Regions from separate parts of the Mus musculus genome. Here region 2 is linked to region 1. The links are chromatin contacts, called in public promoter capture Hi-C maps. All regions are on one chromosome and are shown on one strand. Each heading gives the region's core, a stretch centred on a gene start, on an enhancer-like site or on the middle of the called end of the contact. The rest is flanking DNA. Distances are from core to core; before and after follow the strand shown. Region 1 holds the start of Dll3 (delta like canonical Notch ligand 3). Region 2 holds the start of Ryr1 (ryanodine receptor 1, skeletal muscle).

Region 1 (3,822 bases), core at 702-3,201:
GCAAGGCTCAATGATGGAGTCTTGCATAGCATATGGGGAGTTCTTCTCTATTACAACAGATAAGATACAATAAATGGATTTTGGAGCCCTTTGTCTCATTTTGGGGTCAGAGATGCTCAACCTCTCTCAGGACATGGTCTTTACATTGCTACCATTAGGAATTTTGAATTATATTTATACCCAGATTGCCCACAGATCCAAAACCACTAGCCCAGCACCACATCCTAGGAGCTATGATGACATCACAAGCCCAGCAGGAATGCTCCACTTTAGAGGCAGCCCATTATCAGTCCTGAACTCAACACTGCCCCTTCCTACCCGTGAGACACCCACCTCCAGCATGCTCTCCCAGCTGCTCTCTCCAGGTTTCAATGACGAGGGAGAAGGTGCCCTGGTTGGACAGAGAAGAACGAAGAGAGGAAGCCGGTGGTCAGGGAAGCTCACTGACCTCCAGAACACAGCACGGAGTCTGGAAGCCAGCTCTGGGACTGAGCTACGGAGCATTCCCAGAAGGAGCTGCCCCGGGAGCCAGGAGCATTTTGGTCTCATTCTGGATACGCCATTGTGCCAAGTGTGTTTGCACATACCTGTAATCCCAGCGCTCAGGAGGCTGAGATAGGAGGGTTTCAAATATGAGGTTAGTTTGGGGTATCTAGCAAGACCCTGTCCAAAAGGACATACTAAGGTGTTCCCATCTACAGGTGAGGAAATAAAATATGGAAAAAGTTCCCAACAATGTCTACATTTCAAATACGGGCCCTGATTCTTTTTGAGATGTGCAGGGTACAGGGATGGGGACCAGGATTCAGTAAGTGACCTGATGTCCCAACCAAAAGAACTAAGGCTGGAAACATGAGAGATTAGGTGACCTCAAGAAAGTGCTTGAGAGGAGCCCCAGGTCCAAAGAAGAGATCTAGAATAAAGACAAAGACCCCAACTCGACTTGCTATTGCACCCCATAACTCCAGCACTTGGGAGATGGGAGTGAGTGAAGACAGGAGGATCAGGAACTCACGACCAGATTTAGCTACATAGTGAACTCAGAGACAGCCAGGCTTGTCTCTAAAAATACAAAACAAAATACAAACAATAACAACAAAACAGGATGAGAAGAGGATTCACTGGGTAAAAAACACTTACTGAAAACCTTAGTCCAACCCCCTGGGTCCCACATGGTAAATAAAGGGCAGAACTGAAATTGTCCACATATCGCTGTAAAGCGTATTCGTGAGTATAACACACACACACACACACACACACACACACACACACACACACACACACACAACCACAAAAAGATGAGAAGCCCAGTTTTAAGACATCCCTGAAGAGAATAGCGGAGGGGGTCTGGGAATGTGGGTTTCGGAGAGGAGGGGGTAGTAAAGGCTCTGGGGCACGGGATGGTGTCGGGAGCTGGGGGGGGACAGAAAGAGGTGGAGGTTGGACTCACCGGCCAAGCATCGCGGAAGGGCACACGTACGAGGCCATCAGGCAGCGGCAGGGCAGCCGCTGACTCTCCGGGGTGCTCCGTATAGACCGGGACGCTCGTGCTCAGTGCTGCGCCCAGGGCGCACAGGGACTCGGTGGCCTCCTGGGAGACTCCGGGCTTCAGGCAGACCCTGAAGAAGAGGCGGCAAGGGCCTCGGGCGTTGCAGGGGGAGCGTGGGGTCCCGAGGCCTGGGCCTGGCCCGAAAGAATGAATTTGTAGCTCGAAGACACCAGCTGGCAGTGCCTGGGACAGAGAGGGCCACAAGGTTAAGGGACCTAGGTATCTGTGTGCCCCATGAAAGTCTCTAAGACCTCCAGGTCTCGGCCCAACCCCATCTGTTCCTTTCCTTTCTGTATCTGACCTGAGGAAGAAGAAAAGCCAGGATCAGCGTCTGGGAAAGCGGAGACACCTGCAGAGAGACCATTGCTTTGGGGGACAGGATGGGGAAATAGTCTCAGGAGTCGCAGCTGCTGGATGCCGGAGTCTTATATTTGAGGGGACGCTCCGCCCCTTCAGGCCAGTCTTTTAGCTACCGGCCGAGAGGGGTCCCAGGGAAAGGGATACAGTAACTCTATGTGGGCGACTTGGTGAGGTTCATCCTGAGTGTGATTGCATGCGCCAATCTGAAAGCGGCAGGGGTTAATTTCTAAGATACTGTGCGTACTGAAGTGGGAGAACGGAAATACAGGTGCATTCCTCTCTATCATGTATGTACTTATGTGAGCTCCTGTCCGCTGTGGAGGACCCTATGAACCCATGAGTGCAGTGAATGCGTCTCCAGCCGGCTGTGTGTGAGGTTGTGTTTCGGAGCCCCACAGAGGAGGCGGTGAGGAAGAATCCTGAGTTCTTTGTGTGGACCCCTGTGTGTTTGTGGAAGACCTCTCGTGTGTATGCATGTGTGTTTCCCCTTCTTAAAACAAAGCCCCCCCTCCGCGAAGCCAGTATCGCCACCAGACGCCAGGCTAGGATCCTGGTCTTGGAGGGGCCTCCCAGCTGTATGTAAATGTCGCCATCTGCCGGGCGGCCGTGCCCCTCCCCCTTGGGCCGCAGCTGGGCCTCCCATTTGGGCTCAGGAAGGTGTGAGAGGCAAACGGACAGGAAATTAGTCTTCAGTCTTCGGGCACCAGGGCCCCACTCTCCACCCCAGATGAATGGAGCTGCTCATCCCACCCCGGGGGGCGAGGAGGTGGGATTTCGCAGGATCCAGGCAAGTAAAACAATTTAGGTGCAGGTGCCCAGGCTAGTGTGCTGAAGTCAGACGGTGAGCAAGGCTGCAGAAACAGAGGAAACCCACTCCCCACCCCCAGTAAATACTAAGTTAATACTCAGAGCTAGTAATTTTAGGGAAAATATAAGTTGCTCCTATATCCACATTTGTCTTGTAGAGGGGAGACGGCTATAGTCCCACTAAATGTTTAGTCGAAAAAGAGGCGTGGGTGGGCATGGCAGACCTGTAATCCCAGCAGTGCAGAAGCAGGACAAACAAGAGAAAGAAGCCAGCCTAGACGACATAAAGCCTTTCTCAAAACCAATACAGGAAAATACCACAAAACCCTACCACACCTGGTTTTGCTTCACCACGAGGCAAGGTGGTATTTCCAGAGCTCTGAATCACAAATAAAGCAGACTTTAAGGGATTTCTGAAAGTCTTAGCTGTTTAGGACTTTGTTACGCACAGAAACAGAGCCCCTGCTAAGGCCTGGGGTGTGAGGAGGATCCTGGAGCAAACACATTGTGAACAGCAAAGGCTGAGGCCCTGGGACGATCATGCCTGCCCGACCAGCCATCCCAGGAGCTTTTCCTCTCACTGTAGACTCTGCTGGCACACACCTTCCAAAGAGGCGCTCCAGATCATTCCATCCGGTCTAAAACAGCATCTTCCAGCTGGTGAGATGACTTAGGCAGGGCACTTTCTGCCAAGCCTGTTTTCACCCGTGGATCCACATGGCCAGGAACTACCCCCACCACTCTTCTCTTACCGGATGCCCATGCCTACTCTGCCCCCAGACATATAAAAATATAAAACAAACAAACACCTCTAAGGCCCCAAACCACTGCTTCTCTCCTCAGTTCTCTTTCCTGTGAACACTCCTTATGCCTGTTAGGTTAGCACTCCGGCTGAGCTACCACCCCAGCCCTTGCCTAGTCTGAGACAGAGTGGCCAGCCCAAAACCCTCCACACTCCTGCCTGCCTGTTTCCCGAATAGCTAGAATTATAGTCTTATGTGTTCCCCTTTTCTCTGCCCCCATTTTTTATCTCTATCCCCCCACAACTGCCTGCCTTACATCTCCCCTGAGGGAACAGTAGGACACTGCTTCCTAGCAGCCTTGTT
Region 2 (3,822 bases), core at 371-2,870, 820 kb after region 1:
CAGTAACATTGAGGCAAGCAGACCCATCCTGGGGCCTTTGACCCCCTGACACTGGCTACCCTAGCAAGCCTGGTCCAGATTTCCTCTTTTGAAAGCAAACCTTGGCCTCCCAGGGCACTCAGGGAGGCCACTTCCTGGCCTTGACCTTGGGCAAGTCTACCACATGGGGCTTGGTTTCCCTCAAATCTCCCTGGGAGATAAAGATAGGGCCCTACCTCAGAAGATAGGGCAATGAGAATATAATTAGACACCTCAGGAGGCTGAGGCCCTGGGCACGGGGCCTGGTGCAGTGACTGCTCAGCAGCTGGGAGCCACAGCCATTGGCTTACTAGGGCAATGGAAAGCCATGGTGTAGGCTAAGGGGCTGGGGCTGGGGAGAGGCCCTCCTCCAGTGGCTTCACAGTCCAGCTGTCCCCATCCTTCATTACCAGCCCCAGCTGTTTGTTCCTCCCTCCCAAGAAACCGGACCCAGCCTACCAGGGTCCTATTCTGGGTCAGGAATGCTGCGTCAGCATTTCTGTGTGGACCCAGGACCTCGGGGGTGGGGGGTTGGGGGGGAGAGAGTGCAGGGTCAGCAGACCTGGCCCCAACAGAGACCATCTCCCATATCCAACCCCCATCTCAGCCCATGGGAGGATATGGTGGGAAGGACTAAGAAAAAGGCAGCCCCTCCCCCTCTTGTCCCCTCCCTGTCCCCTACCCAGAGCCCAGAAAAGAGGGCTATTCTGGGAGAGACACCTGTTGTCCCAAGTCCCATCCCTGCCCCCAGCTGGAGATCTGAGATTCAGAGAGACAGGATCAGAGGGACAGCCACACGCAGAAGGCTGAAGCCAAGGGCCAAGAGACAGAGACTCAGACATAAGATATACCAAGGAGCTGAGAAAGACTTCATCACCCAGGTACCCTCAGAGGCCATTAGCTGACATAGTTAAATCCTCCTCGCCAAAACCGAGGGGAAAAGTACATTGAAGCTCCAAGAGACCCCCAAGGAGACGGCCAAAGACTAGGAGTTGAAAAGAAAGGTGTTGTCCAGCCCACCCCAGCCCCCTTCCCAAGAATTTAAATAGGTCAGAGCCTGGAGCAAGAAGGGAATGAGGGCTGGGGTGGCGGTGGAGGACAGCTAAATTAAGCCCAAGAATTAGAACCACCTTCCTCAAGTGCCTGCTTCCAGAACGGCAGGAGGCGGGGTGCTTCCTCAATGACCCCAAATCTCTTATGTCAGGAGAGGGCGTCTGAGGATCCCACCCTCTCCTGCCCACTCGGTCCTCCTAAATCCTGCTAATTCTCCGTGGTCGAAAAGGTGATGAGAAAAAACGGAAAGACAAAGTGACCTCGGATTTCAGAGACCACCAGCAAGCAGGGAAGAGACAGAGAGACTCTCAGAAAAGTAAGCAAGAAATCACCCAAGACCTCCGGACCCAGACAAAAACGTACCGTCCGCAAAAACTGGACCTCGTCCTCGCCTTCACCTCCTCCATCACCCATGATGGCAATCCCCGGGTGTCCCGGGCTAGGGTCTGAGGATGGCGAGAGGGGGCTGCAGGCTTGGCGGGGAACCTGAGGGCGGGCTGGGGTCGGAGACCTCTAGGGAAGCCAGAGGCACCCGCGAGGGAGATGGAACTGCAGGAAGCATGCCCTGTGCGGGACACAATGAGAGAAGGTCCCCGCCCCACCGCACACCCATTGGGCAAGCATGGGACAAGCTACGCCCCTGTTCAGAACCCCGCCCACAGCACAAACTCTTGGTGGAAGGTGTTCGTTCTCTCCAGTGAACTGGGTGTCTAGAAAGTAGCTGAGTGGCCATGGTCACAGTGAGATATCATGTATATATTTGTTTGGCTGGCTCTCCCTTTACCCCTTCCTCTCTCCCTCCCCTTCCCCTCCCCCTCCGAGTGTCATGTACTTCAGAATGGCCTTAAACTCCACATGTAGTCAAGAGTGATCTTGAACCTCTGGCCCCATCTGATTTATGTAATGCCGTGGTTCAAACCCTAGATCACTTGCATGCCAGGCAAGCATTCTACCATTGGGCTACACCCTCAGCCTAGTTCCATCCCTTTCTTAATGGCTAAACTGAGCTTCACCCTTGCTGCAGAATCACACAGTTGTAGCTTGGATGCACACCACATCCCCTAACATTAAAAAAAAAATCACTTAGTACCAGACAGAGTGGTATGGCTTATCATCCAAGCTCTGAAGAGATTGAGGCAAGAGGATTGTAAATCTGGAGTTGGGACCGCATAATAAGAGCCTATCTCAGTGTCAACCAGCCAGACCCCCTGGAACTCCGGGGGACTGGACCACCAACAAAAGAATACACATGGAGGGACCCATGGCTCCGGCCGCATATGTGGCAGAGGATGGCCTTGTTGCACATCAGTGGGAGGAGTGGCACTTGGGCCTAAGGGTGTTCAATGGATGCCCCAGTATAGGAGAATGCTATGGTGGGAAGACAGGAGTGGGAGGGTGGATGGGGGAGCACCCCCATAGAAGCAAGAGGAGGGGGGATGGGATAGAGGGTTTCCGAAGGGGAGATCTGGAACAGGGAAAATTTTTGAAATGTAAATAAAGAAAAGGAAGAAAAAAAAAAAAAAGACCCTGTATCAAAACAGAGACAAAAACAGGGCTGCAGGCATGCCCTAGTCGATATAATGTTTATCTAGCTGTCACAAAGCCCCGGGTTCCATCCATAAACTGGGAGTGGCCATGTGAGTCTGTAATTCCAGCAAGCAGAAAGGATCAGAAACTCAAAGTCAACCTCAGCTCCCTAGCTGGAGGCCAGCCTGTGCTACCTGATACCCTGTCTCAAAACTGGGGGGCAGGGGCATGGGTGTGGGAGGGGGGAGAGAAAACACCAGCCTGACCTTGAACTCGCAAACATCCCAGGCCTCTGCCTCCCAGCACTGAGGTTAAACAAATGCGTCACCCCACCCCACCCTACCCCACCCCACCCCACCCCACCCCACCCCACCCCACCCCCGAGCCCCCAGCTAAAACCTGCCTTTTGAAGTAGTCCTGACTGATGTCTCTTACCCACCTGTTGCAGTTCAGGTGTGAGCTAAGATCTTTTTATTACCACTAGTTTCTCACAACCATGCTATTATTGGCATGCTTAACAGCCAGCAGAAAATAAAAGCACGTGGCCCCTGCGGAGATCTCCTAAATGCCCTGTAGTCCCCAGGGTAACCTTTAGGGGGCACAATTTCCCCACTCTCACAGTGCCAAGTCTGCAGATGTGAAGAGCTGCCTTTGGGAGATGGAGTCAGGCACCTTACACAATGTCACAGAGGCTGAGCTGGGGATCTAGACCTAAAGATAGGGTTCCACACCTCCATATCTGCATATGATTTTCTAATTTAGCCATGTGGAGGCACACTTTAGGAGGTAAAGGTAGAAGGAACAGAAATTGAAGGCCAGCCTTGGCTACATAGTACATTCCAGGCCAACCACCTGCATTACATGAATTTCTGTCTCAAAAAACAAACAAACAAACAAACAAACAAATAAAGAGCCAGGAGGTGCATGCGGATAGTGGGAGGCAGAAGCAGACAGAGTTTGGTGAGTTTGAGGCCAGTTTGGTCTACAGAGTGAGTTCCAGGCTAGACAGAGCTATGTATCATCAACTGTCTGAAAAAATAAAGTAAAATAAATAAAGGACAATATGATGACTCAGCTGGCAGGCTGCTTGCCCCCAAGCCTGATGAAGATCTGAACTTGATCCCAGCGACCCAAATAATGCAATGGAAAAAGTTCTGTATGATGACCCCTTACTTCACATGCCAGCCATGGTGGTGTGGGCAACCTACACACACATGCATGCAC

What was found. Promoter capture Hi-C pulls out the DNA fragments that hold promoters and counts their contacts.
Region 2: a contact with region 1 is called in a promoter capture Hi-C map of liver, with 2.2 times the contacts expected there. The contact joins the promoter of Ryr1 here to the promoter of Dll3 in region 1. A contact is called at or near these places in 2 of 39 promoter capture datasets (both in liver) and 1 of 9 other capture datasets (liver).

What each region holds. Positions count from the first base shown.
Region 1 is chr7:28,299,834-28,303,655 of GRCm38.p6, forward strand. It overlaps Dll3 (delta like canonical Notch ligand 3), which reads right to left and starts at 1,952. Exons shown (of 9, transcript NM_007866.2): 1 at 1,851-1,952; 2 at 1,451-1,732; 3 at 334-391. The coding sequence starts at 1,913.
Region 2 is chr7:29,123,531-29,127,352 of GRCm38.p6, forward strand. Ryr1 (ryanodine receptor 1, skeletal muscle) reads right to left here and starts at 1,621. Exons shown (of 106, transcript NM_009109.2): 1 at 1,435-1,621. The coding sequence starts at 1,485.